Linked DNA regions of Arabidopsis thaliana: region 2 is linked to region 1. Evidence: chromatin contacts called from public capture Hi-C data. All regions are on one chromosome and are shown on one strand. Each heading gives the region's core, a stretch centred on a gene start, on an enhancer-like site or on the middle of the called end of the contact. The rest is flanking DNA. Distances are from core to core; before and after follow the strand shown. Region 1 holds the start of AT5G34930 (arogenate dehydrogenase). Region 2 holds the start of AT5G35170 (adenylate kinase family protein).

Evidence for each region. Capture Hi-C pulls out chosen DNA fragments and counts their contacts.
Region 2: a capture Hi-C map of seedling shows a contact between it and region 1, with 2.7 times the contacts expected there. The contact joins the promoter of AT5G35170 here to the promoter of AT5G34930 in region 1. A contact is called at or near these places in 2 of 26 Hi-C or Micro-C datasets (root and seedling) and 1 of 3 other capture datasets (seedling).

The regions. Positions count from the first base shown.
Region 1 is chr5:13,229,830-13,236,224 of TAIR10.1, reverse strand. It overlaps AT5G34930 (arogenate dehydrogenase), which reads right to left and starts at 2,868. Exons shown (of 2, transcript NM_001344090.1): 1 at 1,697-2,868; 2 at 466-1,603. The coding sequence starts at 2,784. The coding sequence ends at 703. GUS3 (glucuronidase 3) reads left to right here. Exons shown (of 9, transcript NM_180762.3): 9 at 1-484. The coding sequence ends at 313.
Region 2 is chr5:13,415,114-13,421,508 of TAIR10.1, reverse strand. AT5G35170 (adenylate kinase family protein) reads right to left here and starts at 2,429. Exons shown (of 19, transcript NM_122908.4): 1 at 2,019-2,429; 2 at 1,769-1,861; 3 at 1,257-1,385; 4 at 1,053-1,187; 5 at 792-938; 6 at 637-711; 7 at 446-533; 8 at 1-20. The coding sequence starts at 2,231. AT5G35160 (Endomembrane protein 70 protein family) reads right to left here. Exons shown (of 2, transcript NM_001344097.1): 2 at 4,064-6,395. The coding sequence ends at 4,588.

The DNA.
Region 1 (6,395 bases), core at 1,619-4,118:
GAAAGTAGAGTTAAATAACAGTTTCAGTCTGAGACATACAAAGCACATGAAGTCTTATAAAAGAGCAAGTTCCCAACTTTTTGGGGGTCCTAATGGAGTAATCCAAAGAGAAGAGTACCATTTGACAGCAAAGGATGGAAACCTACACAGTCAGACTATGCTACTCAACGGAAATGCTCTTCAGGTTAATTCGATGGGTGATTTACCTCCTATAGAGCCGATACATATAAATTCAACAGAGCCAATAACAATAGCTCCATATTCCATTGTGTTTGTGCATATGCGGAATGTTGTTGTACCTGCATGTGCTTAAGGTAGCTGCATATGGAACTTAAGACAGTTCCTTCATTCAGTTATTTGATTAGAGAAAAATAAAGAAGCGTACCTTTCTTTCATAAACCTATAAGCATTGAAAGCTGTGAGTTCAAAGTATTTGAACCAAATAAAATAAGTGAAACAATTTCCAAACTCAAAATCTTGTCTGCACTTTATTTCTGTTTAACATTCAAACTGGTTGGGACTGTGAAGCCCGTATCGAGGACAAAAGACACAACAAACCCACAAAAGGGTCAAATAAAGCTACAAAGAAAGAAAGAAACTTACATCAAAGCCTTTCAAAGACCAAACGATTTCCACCATATTGAGTATTGAGTAGAACAGTATAATTAGTAGTCAAGGAGCATGACTGAGAGAATATTAACTTTAGCTAGTTAATAGCTTAGTTGTCTTTGGGGAAGATGATTTAGCTAGCTCATGAGAATGTTGAGAATGTAGTCGTCCAAAGAGCTGTGTCTTCAATGATTCAAAAGCCACATGAAACCTCTCAAGCTGTTCCATTGCATTAGGATTGTATAAAAATAGTCCATAGTACAGATCAAAGCTGTCACCAGCAGTATTCTCCACCAGTTTTAGCAATGTCTCATAACCTTTGGTATCTATAGGAGTAGATTCCAAGCTCAGCTTCTCCAGAAGCCTTCCCACTGTGTGTGTGATAAACTGTGATCCAGCAGCATGCCAATCATGTTCAGCACACGACATCTCCACCATACGACATCCTTCACGGGCAAAAATATCAAGAAAACTGTTACACCTCGATTTTCTTCTATCATCCATTCCAATCCTAACCTTATCAAACACAAAGGCAAGATTGTTCCATCCATTTTTACCACTCTCTGGCCCAAACATAGGATGCGTGCACAAAATATCAAAATCTTGTGGGAGAGTTTGAAGAAATAAATTCCTCGGGAACTCTTTTACTGAGAGTACATCCACAAAAAGTGTGCTTCTCTTCAGTCTCTGAAACGGTAGTGACTCGAGAACTTTTTCAGTCGAAAGGATTGACGTACAGAGAATAATAACTTCAGGATGCTCTTCAAATAGATCATCAAGATCTGAAAAATACGAAACACCGAGCTTTGCTGCTTCATCAGTGTAGTCACTTCTGGAATAAGCTAACACAGTGTGACCCTGCTTGACCATGGTTTTACCTAGAAACTGTCCAAAATTTCCAAACCCGACGATACCAATCTTGAGCCTCGAACCGTCATTAACACTACCAGACACCTGGGAGTTATATTCATACTTCACAACAACATCTTCTGACCTGCAAGATCACAAATCGATAACTATTTACAATAAGAAACCAAATCCAAAATGCATCAAACCACACAATGTAACTAACTAACTAACTACATACCTCATCATATCCAAAGAAGCATCATTTTCACCACAATTTGGAAAAACATGAACTTTCTTTGCTTCACCTTCAAAAGACTGCTTCCTCACAACACCGTGAAGCCGACTAAAAAGCTCCTTACGCAAAGCCTCGAAAGCCAAATCAATCCTCTCTAACACCTCCAAAGAGTTGTTATTATACACAAACAACCCATAATACAAATCAAAACTATCCCCACAAATATTCTCAGCTAAATCAAGCAACGCCTCGTACCCTTTCGTATTAATCGGCGTCGATATCAACTTCAACATCCCCAAAAGCCTACCAAGAGTATGAGTTATAAACTGTGATTCAGCAGCAAACTTATCATGATCAGTAACACTCATCTCCACCATCTCACATCCTTCTCTAACAAAAATCTCAAGAAAACTCTCACACCTTGAGACTCTCAATCTCTCTTCCCCAATCCTAACTTTATCATACACAAATCTTAATCCTCTCCAGCCATGATTTGAACTCACACTCTGAGGACCAAACATTGGATGTGTACAAAGAATATCGAAATCTTCAGGTAAGTATTGAAGGAGAAGAGTTTTAGCAAACTCTTTAACGGAGAGAACATCAACGAAGAGAGTGTTGCGACGGAGTCTCTGAAACGGCAACGTTTTGAGAATATTCTCTATGGAGAGGATTGAAGTACAGAGAAGGACTACGTCAGGATGACGTTCGCAGAGATCGTGAAGATCGGTGAAGTATGAGACACCGAGACGGCGAGCGGCGGAGGAGTGATCGGATCGGGAGTGAGCGAAGAGAATGTGGCCTTGAGAAATTAGGGTTTCGGCAAGGAATTGGCCGTAGTTTCCGAATCCGATGATGGCGATACGGAGAGGAGGGGTGGCGTTGGAGTTGGAGTTGGGAAGAGGGATGGTGTCGGTGACGGAGAGGTGGCGGTTGGCGGTGGAGAGAGAGAGAGAAGGGAGCATTGAGGAAAGAGAGGTAAATGAGAGGGAGAGAGGAGGTTTGGTGATGAGCTTTGGGAGGAAGAAGAAGGAGGAGGAAGATGAGGATTGATAGAGAAGAAGATGATGAGAATGAGATTGAAAGATCATTTGGAGAAGACGATGATGATGATGATGATGGATTCAACTGTCTCTGCCATTTGAATAGACTTTTGGAGGTTTGTGGAGATCTTCAAGTCTGCACGTTTTAAGAACTTTTGTATTTAATAAAAGAAAGAAATTTTTTTATAATTTTACTAATCATATTACCACTGAACATTTTTCTTTCAAATCAAGATAAAAAAATGAATTAGTAAAATTATCAAATATAAATAGAGGCGTTAATGAGACTAGCTCGAAATGTTACTTAAAATCAGTGTCGAAGAAAACGCTAGGCAGGCGGTAACATAGCGCCTAACGCCTACAATGCTTAATAGGAGTTTAGACGATTTTATACAGTTTAAAAGTTTATAATATAATACATATTGAATATAATATTATAGATAATAAATTATATATAACTATCTATTAGAAAAATTAAAATGTTAAATCATAAACAAAAATTAGTTAAATTCATATCAAAGAATATATATTGAGTTAAGACTTATAAGAAAGTTTTATATAGTTAAAAATAAAAAACAATACAGTAAACCGGAACTTATGCAAATTTAGGCGGTCAAAGCGGTTGTCTACGAGTCACTTAAGAGCGTAGTGCCGCCTAAACCGCTTTTTAGAACACAGCTTAAAATTAATTTATGAGGAAAAAGTAAAAAAAAATTCATGGAGACAACGGGAAGAAAATGAAAACAGAACAAAAACCAAGAGGATAGAAAATTAGAAACTTTAATGAAGAAAAAAAAAAATACATAGGATATCTCGGAAAAAAAGTCTAAAATAAAAGATTTTAGACTATATTATATTATTTTTATAACTTTTTCTAGTTCATATACTCATTTGATGTTTTAAATTGATGAAGACTTCACAATCCCGCCTTAAGAGTGAATGAAATGATGAGAGAGAAAATCGAGATTCGTTGTTTTAAATCCGCGATGTTTTATTAGTTTATTTATGTCATCGGTGATCTCCACTATTTTCATATTTGTTACGGCTTTATACTTTAGTTGGACTTAAAAAATTAATCACTTTATTATTATTGTTAAATATATTACTTTGTTAAATATGATATATCTTTTATATATAAAAACTATATAATCTCTGTAACATTAAAAAAAACTTTAAGAAATTGACCCGTCATCGAACTGGATTGACTCAATGAACCGGTGATCACGAAAGTAGTCCGGTTCATCGTGCGAGTCGGGTTAAAAAACATTGACATATATGTTAATCTATATGTATAACTCAAAAGTAAAAATAAAAACATGAAAAAAGAAGCAGATCACAACAATTAGACAATAAGCTATCATTATACACAATGCGAACAACATTTTGGAAACAACAAACTACGGTTGTATTACAAAACTAGATTTTAACCCGCGGTACACCGCGGAAACAATTTATTTTCTAAAGTTAGTATACATAAAGTTTGCAAATTGTATCTATCTATAAAATATTTTTATTTTATAGTTTACAATTGTTATTAAGTAACGTCCTGTCAAACCCGTCCCACCAATCCGTCCCGTAAAAAAACCATTTATTTTGTAGTAATTAAATGATATTAAATATTTTGGAAGTTTTATTTTAGTAACTAATCGTGTAGTTAATGTGGAGAGATTTAGGGAAGATTGTTAAATGTCAAATATTTAATTTGAAGATTTTTTTCTAATTATCAAAAACAAACATTAAAATCCAGTGGCACCTATTGTAAATAAGTTCCAACTATAGGATTTATTTCACAAAATGGCTGCAAAAATATATATGTAGATACACATTAATTACTATTTCTTCTAGTTTTTTATTTTGGAAAAAAAAATCATAATTACGATAACAATACCTTTTATCTCGTTTTTTATTAGGTTTTAATTTAACTTTTACGTTTATTATATAAAGGGAGGTTAAGTTAGAGATGGGCCAAAAAAAACAAATTAGAAAAATATAAGCTCAATACATTAGACGCTTCTTCTCTCCAATCTACATCACTGGTGCTTCAACTTTCTATTAAACAAAACAAACCAACTTCTATTTGGGCTTTACTTATCTTCTACCCCAATAGCCTCTTAATCCAATTGTGACTAAAGTCATAATTCTTCTTCTTCACAACACTTCCTCTTCTTCTTCATAGAACAACTTCTTCTTCCTCCATTGCTCAACTATCTTTTCTCTTCATCATCTTCTCATCTTTCTCCTCAATTTGCTCTTGTATGGGTTAAGCAATTAATCAATTCCTGGAAAAAAAATTATTTGATTTTGGAATAAAATATAGAATTTTAGAAAAAGCTCATTTGATTTAAAAAGAAATTGTAATTTTATTAATCATATTATTGTTCGATATGGATCGAACCATTACCACTGAGCATTTTTCTTCCAATTCTTGATCAAGATAAAAAAAAGAGTAGAACTATCAAATATCAAGAGAAATGCTGTTGAGAGTAGCTAGAAACTTCACTCAAAATTAATTTGTGTGGAAAAAATAATTGTTTTTTTCATGGGGACAACGTGAAGGAAATAAAAACAGAAAAAAAATCCAGAGAATAAAAAAGTAAAAACTTTAGTGAAGAAATAGAAAAACAACATAGTATATTTCTCCACAAAAAGTATTACAACGTACCAAATAGGCCATTATCCCTCCCCCCCCCCTCCCGGAAACTAAATTTCCCAACTTATATCTCCCCAAATCGATAGTTCGGAACTTATTTCTCCATAAACTTGGTTTAATCGGTTTTTGAACTAAACCCAATAAAAAGACTATTTAAACAGTTACTAAACCATTTATATTAAACGTCTTTAAATTTAGATAGTTTTAATAACGAAAAGCAAAATAAAATCATTTATAAAAAAATGAAAAAGCAATCTAGTGTTATCCAGATCTCTGTTTTTGCAAACACCATTAGTCACAATGTTGCATATGACAATCTTAGGTTTGAATCCCATGTAGGCCATTGAATCAAAGAGTGACACGGCCTCCTGAAACTTTATTTTGTGACAAAAGTCTTTGAATAGGGAGAAATGATCTCTTAAGTCCCTTTTTGACAACACAAAATCTTTTAAATCTTTTTAGAGTCTATGTATCCCTCCTCTCTATAAATGAAATATGCAGTGACAAATTTATCTTTTGTTTATTTGAAAATATGAAAATAGTTTATTGAAAAAAAAAAAAAAAAAAAAGAATTCAAACCCAGAAAAAAAAAGACGCCATGTTCGAACTCGAGCTCCATTGATGACATCTCCTACGTTGAGCTGCATTGTTGTCGTTTCGTTCCCTTCGCCAAGCTGCGTCGACCTTGAAAGTTTAGGTATATTTCTCTAGCTGCATAGAGCTTCAAATTCGCTCTTTTTGGATTGACAAATTTTAGTGATTCAATTGAGATTAAATCCAATTAGATTTGTGTTTTTTGTTTTAGTACCCACATTGAAAGTTTAAGCATAGCTTTAGAATCGATTTGTTCTGCTAATGAGTAACAAATGGATTTCACATATTGATTCGTCTTGAATTGTAGATTTGGACCCGAATCAAAATTATGTTCTTATCGCGAAAGTAGAACTAGTTACAATTGAAGTCATTGGTCTTGGCAGGATAGTAGTAGTATGACTAGTGTTACTAGTAT
Region 2 (6,395 bases), core at 1,180-3,679, 190 kb before region 1:
CTGAACAGGAGATGCTTTATCTGCAAGGACCTGTTTCAGAATTAGCGTCGCATGCATACAGTGGTCATCAAATCAAAGTTAAACAAGAAGTAAAAGGAAAAATTTAGTCCTAAAACATAATGATTGACAATAAAATCTTCAAACACACTAGGGGAGTTCCTGAATCTCCCTTTCTATGTTACATGTGTCCATAAAGTTTAACCAAGATTATTGTTTAGAATACCAGAATCAAAATTCTAATAACAACCAAAAGATGGTATTTCCTATGGAAGCAAAGAGACAAATTACTGAACAAGGTATTTTCTAAATAACCTAGAATAGAACAAGATAAAAGTTAAGATTACAAAGATTGGGGAAACTCATCTTGAACTGGAAAACACTGACCCTGCTATCAAGAACGGCACCATGAAAATATACATATATATATAAATGTGTGACTACTTGCCAGTCTTTATCATTCTCTTTAACTGTATCTGAGACAGTAGAGTCTGGGTCTCCTCGAAAACCACTTCTTTTGGCCTGTTTGCATCAATCTGTGTTCGAATGAGATGATACCAAACCACAAATATCAAAGATGGCATTGCAATACTTTAAGAACCAAAGGTTAAGGGAAACCAAAAAAAAATTGCCTAGTACCTTGACCATAACATCTGAGTATGCTGAAATAATCGCTTCAGAATTTTGTTTGTATATTTGCAGCCGTGCTTTTACCTTCAACGAAGTAAACTTGTGAGATTACAATTGACGGTAGTTAAAAAATTCAAAAGCAAATAATAGGTCCAAAAGGTCACCTTCTCCTCTGTATCATCCGGGCGTGTAACCAGTCTTGCTTTAATTTCATCTGATTCAGGAGGGTAATTTTTGATATGATAAATTTTTCCAGTCACTGGATCCAACCTTCGACCAACACATCTATCGATCAGAATTTCATCAGGAACCTGTCATTAAGAATGACATATAAGCAAAGAAACATAGCCACTGATAGTGAAAATTGGTTTCAACACCTATTGCTGAAATGGATAACAAACGCAATAAGAGTAATTTGCACGTACATCTAGTAAGATAAAAATGTCAGGTTTCACGTTCAGTTTGTCCAGACTTTGTGCCTGGGCAAAACTCCGTGGAAATCCATCAAGAAGCCATCCATGCTCTTTAGCATCTTCACGTGATAATCTTCCAGCCACCATCTAGAAAGGTAGTAGATATCAGAGTAATATTATAAAATAATGCATGAAACAGGTAAGTAAAATCAGTACCGCTATAACAATCTCATCAGGAACCAAACTACCCGAGTTCATGAACTCTTTTGCTCTCTTTCCAATATCTGTCCCAGATGACACCTCTGCTCTCAATAGATCCCCTGTTGATATGTGCACCAAACCAAACTGCATGACCAAGAAAGAGAAACTTGATATAAATCAAGACATACAAACAATGGCAACATAGATAGTCTTCCTTACATCAAACGTACTAGAAACTGTGATTATTGCAATAATTTAATGAACAGTCCAAAGATCAAGGAAAATTCAGCAACCTTTGGATGGCAAATAAGATTTTATGAGTCACAGCAAACGTTTTATATGCATTGTTCAGTATACTAGATAATTTTAAATGCATATCCATTCTTCACCGCACTCAAGAGAGAATCTACCATGAGTCAGAACCCATAAGACAACCAGAAAAGAGATCATGAAAGAGTATAAAAAAATTACCTTGTGAACAATGAGCTCAAAACAAGAAACCGATAGAGAAGAGTGGAAAATATTACCTTGTGAACAATGAGCTCACATTGAGTGCCTTTTCCTGAAGCCGGTGCACCCGAAATCATCACCTTCAACGGCTCATTTATCGAACACCTAATCTATACAATCACAATTCACAAACGGATACAAAACACATTACAGTAATTCTCCATCTACAGATTCCGAATTGGTCATGAATTGTGTAAAATTAAGCACATTTGAGGAAACGGATTGGATCAGTAATTTGAAGAGAACAAGGTAAGTAAGAAGAAGTACCTGAGAATTGGAAGTGGAGAAGGAGCGAGAAGTCCGACGGGGAATGACGGAGAAGGAGAGACGGCGGCGGAGGGAGCGGTAACGGCGGCGGATCGGTGATTGTAAGAGAGGGAGAGAAGTTGACGACGGAGAAAGCGATGAAGTGGATATAGAGGAGCGAGATGAAGAAGAAGTTGAAGAGAAATGAGCAGAACTGAGAGAAAGAGACGCCATTGTTAAATCCTCTACTTTGCTCCTTCCTTGGATCAATCAATGCAACATTGTTTCTTTCTGGACTGGATTTTAAATAACGGCCACCACAAAAAACTATAAAATGGACTAAATTAAAAGAAGAATGCTTTTGGGAGAAAATAAATATCCACAATGTTTTGTCGTACTCTTATCCATTATGCAAAAGATGGACAAATGTATATTTGTGGCCTAGAGGCTAGATTTCATTTTTTATTATTAGTTTCATATTTTTTGTTTTGGCCAAAAAACCGTTTTAAAGTTTGAATTATTCTGCAAAAATCGGATCTTAAACCCACAACGTTTCACTCGTTTACGAAATATATCGATTTGTCGAGACCCGATTTTTGTAGAAAAATTCAAACGTTAACTTAAACAAGCAACACGATGTCGTTTTAAGCCATACTATTAAACATATGTCAGTTGATTCGCAACTGTAACGGTTAATTACGATATCGAATTAGATACTAAATAAAGTTTAGGTATGAAATTCAAATTTTGTTGGAGTTTAGTTAAAATTAACCGTATATTTTTGGATAAGGCCTTGAATGACTGCAATTTTTGGAATAGTTTTTAGATTTTGAAAAACCAAATAATTACTCATTCATGATTTTACAAAATGTAGATTTCCTAAGAAATAGAAAACCAGATTTTAGAAGTTTTTAGCTATTTCTTCATAGAATCTAAAACCCAAATTTGTGGATTTTTTTTAACAATTTACGTAAAAGCTAAAAATTAAACAAATTTTCATTCATGATTTTGCAAAAAATAAAATCTACAACAAAATAAAAAGTAAAAAAATCAAAAACTAAAAACCAATAAAAAGCTACAAAACATTTAGCGCCTAAGTCTAAAAACACATTTGGCGGATTGTAAGGGTATGAAAATTCCATTTTCCATTTTCCCTACTATTTCGCGTTTGTTTACTTCTTTACTCAAATTCATAACAAAAATGTATCACAAACTCAACAATTCTATAGACTGGTGATTCAATTTGTTACCAAAATGTAGAGATGTTAATGATGGGTTAAAACTCACTGGGTACCCAAAACCCACATAAAATTTTAAGCCCATACATCTACTTTTTCTGGAAAAAAAACACAGGTTTAAAATGGGCTGGGTACCCAAATAAATAAAACCCATATGGGTTTACCTCATTGGATTATAGGTACCCACGGATTTTTTTTAAGTCATTTTTCAAGTGAATCAACATTTTGTTGTCAATTTTTTTTTCACATTTTTTCCCCAAAACCGCGATTTAACAGTTTAACGCTAAAAAAGACATTCAACATTTTCCCGACAAAAAAGACATTCAACATTTTCTCGCCAAAAACGACAATCAACATTTTCCCGCCAAAACGCAATTCAACATTTTCGCGCCAAAAACGACATTCAAAATTTTCCCGCCAAAACGCAATTCAACATTTTCCCGCCAAAACGCAATTCAACATTTTCCCGCCAAAAACTCAATTTAACATTTTCCCGCCAAAACGACATTCAACATTTTCCCGCCAAAAAGATTTCACATTTTCCGGTCAAAAACGCAATTTAACATTTTTCCGCCAAAAATGATATTCAACATTTTTCCGCCAAAAACGCAATTTAACATTTTTCCGCCAAAAAACGCAATTTAACATTTTCCCGCCAAAGACGCAATTCAACCTTTTTCCCATCAAATTTATATGTAATACAGAAAATAAATATAATTTAAAATATATTTATAAGCAAAATATAGATATAACATACATATAATAGTATATTAACAGTTAAACATAAACTCTAAAAAAATGATAAAAACTAAGTTGGATACCCACGGGTAGTCTCGTAACAATCAGGTTTTTTGGAGCTTTACCCACTATATCAAAAACCCATCTGGGTTTTCTAAAGTTGGGTTTTTGGTGGACGGGTTTATTTTGGATTCAGGTCGGGCTGAGCTTTTTTACCCACCACAACATCTCTACCAAAATGTCAATTCTAGTTCTAGAAAACAAGAGATGAAAAGGCAACGGTCACCAACATGGTAGAGTGTGTATTCTATAGTAATCAAAACCGAACAGAACCAAAATTAATCTTAAACATTAAGGAAAAAAATAAACATTTTCAAGTTCAGAGGCATTACCATAAAAGATGCAACAAGATGAGAAAAACAAGAAAGAGGAAACAAATTTTCTTACACGATGAAAAGGAAAATTTGAAGCTTCCAATATGACACAATGAACCCTTACACTTCCTTGTTGGAGCAATTGAATGATTTGATTGATGCCTTTGCTTAAACGATATCTCAGTTCTCTCCAAAAAGTTATACAATCTCTTTAAGCCAATAAGCCTCTGGTCTGATTCCTTAGTCAAGTTTCACCGAAGAAAACAAGTAGTGTACGAACCAGAAGGAAGAGAGGAAACCAACGGTACCTGTTGCGAGCATGATAGCCAGGACCATAAAGAGAGAGTAGCCGAGATAAAGAGTCGCTGAAACGGGTCCACTCAAGCTTTTGAGGTCGAAGACGAGATAGTTTATGGAGTATATGAAGATGTAGATTGCAACGGATCCAGATGCAAAGAAGGATTTCCACCACCACTTATAGTCTTCAACGCACAGGTGCATGTATGTTAGCACTAGGGAAACCTCGGCACACACTACGACAAGAAGGATCAAGACTACAAAAAGGAATCCAAAGACGTAGTAGACACGGCCCATCCAGATGCTGGACATGATAAAGAAAAGCTCGATGAAGAGGGTACCGAATGGAAGTGTTCCAGCGCCAAGAACCAGAAGCCAGGATGGGTATTTCTGAGCGGGGATTTCCCGGGGAATTTGGTTTGTTCGAACTGGGAATTCAATGTGAGGAGCCTTGGCTCCAAAGTAACCACCGATAAGAGTTAGAGGAACCGAGATGCAAAACCACAGGAGGAGGAGGATGACAAATAGAGAGAAAGGAATGGCTCCAGTGCTATGGCTACCCCATAGAAGGAAGTTCAGCGTTGTAAGGATCAGAAACGCAATACCCGGGAAAAAGCAAGCAGCTTTCCATGCGACAGACATCCATCCACGGTGTTCGCCACAACCAATTGTCCTCCAAAGACGAACAGAAACATAACCAGCTGCAATGCCAAGAATCATGTAGAAGAAGAGCATACCAGTAATAAGTGTTCCACGTGAAGCCGGTGACATGAACCCTAGAGCAGCAAACAAAATGGTAACAACAGCCATGCCAAGAATCTGAACTCCGTCACCAACCATGACACACAATAGCGAGGCATTTGATGGAGCACGGAAAACATCACCCACAACAAGCTTCCATCCAGACAACTCTTCGTTCATCTGAGCTTGAGCCTCCTTGTCAAGCTCCTCATAACGAGTCAAATCCCGCCTAACAGTTCTCAAGAATATCACCAGAACAATACCAGCCAAGAAAGTGATTACCATAAGAGAGTTCAAGATTGAGAACCAATGAACCTTCGAACCCTCCATCTTCAAGTACGCATCCCATCTAGATGGCCATTTGATGTCACTCTCCTCAAAACTGACTTCATAAGAGAAGACAATAGACTGACCTTCCTTAACAGACATAGACACCCTAGTGGAATCACATTTAATCGGAGTAGTATATCTCTCATACATTTTCAACTTCTTCGTAGATTCACCATTATGAGCAAAGCTACAAGGAACAACCTCAAACCCAACAACCATATAACCAGGGACATCAGAATCTTTCTTCCCAATAGTCGGAATGACCTCAGCGGCATCACCAGTACCCATCACACGAGCCACATTAGCAGCTTCTTCATACTTATGAACAAGAACCTTAAACTTCAAATGATTAAAAACATAATAAACATCCTGAACCTTAATCCCAACAGGATAACCAGTCCACCTCAAAACATACCCATCTCTCTTAGTATACCGAATCGCCGGTAAATTGTCAAGCATAGGATTAACTTGATACATCTCATCAATCCTCTTCTTCAAAAGCTTCAAACTATCAGCAGACAATTTATCAGTCTGACAAAGAAAGATCTCACTCTCATTCTTAAACATTCTAAACCTATAAGGCGAATTCTCAATCCGATCTCCCATAAGAAGTTCACCTAAATTCTCAGCACTATCCTTAATTCCTTCACTGGGTTTACAAAAGGGTAAACTATAATAGC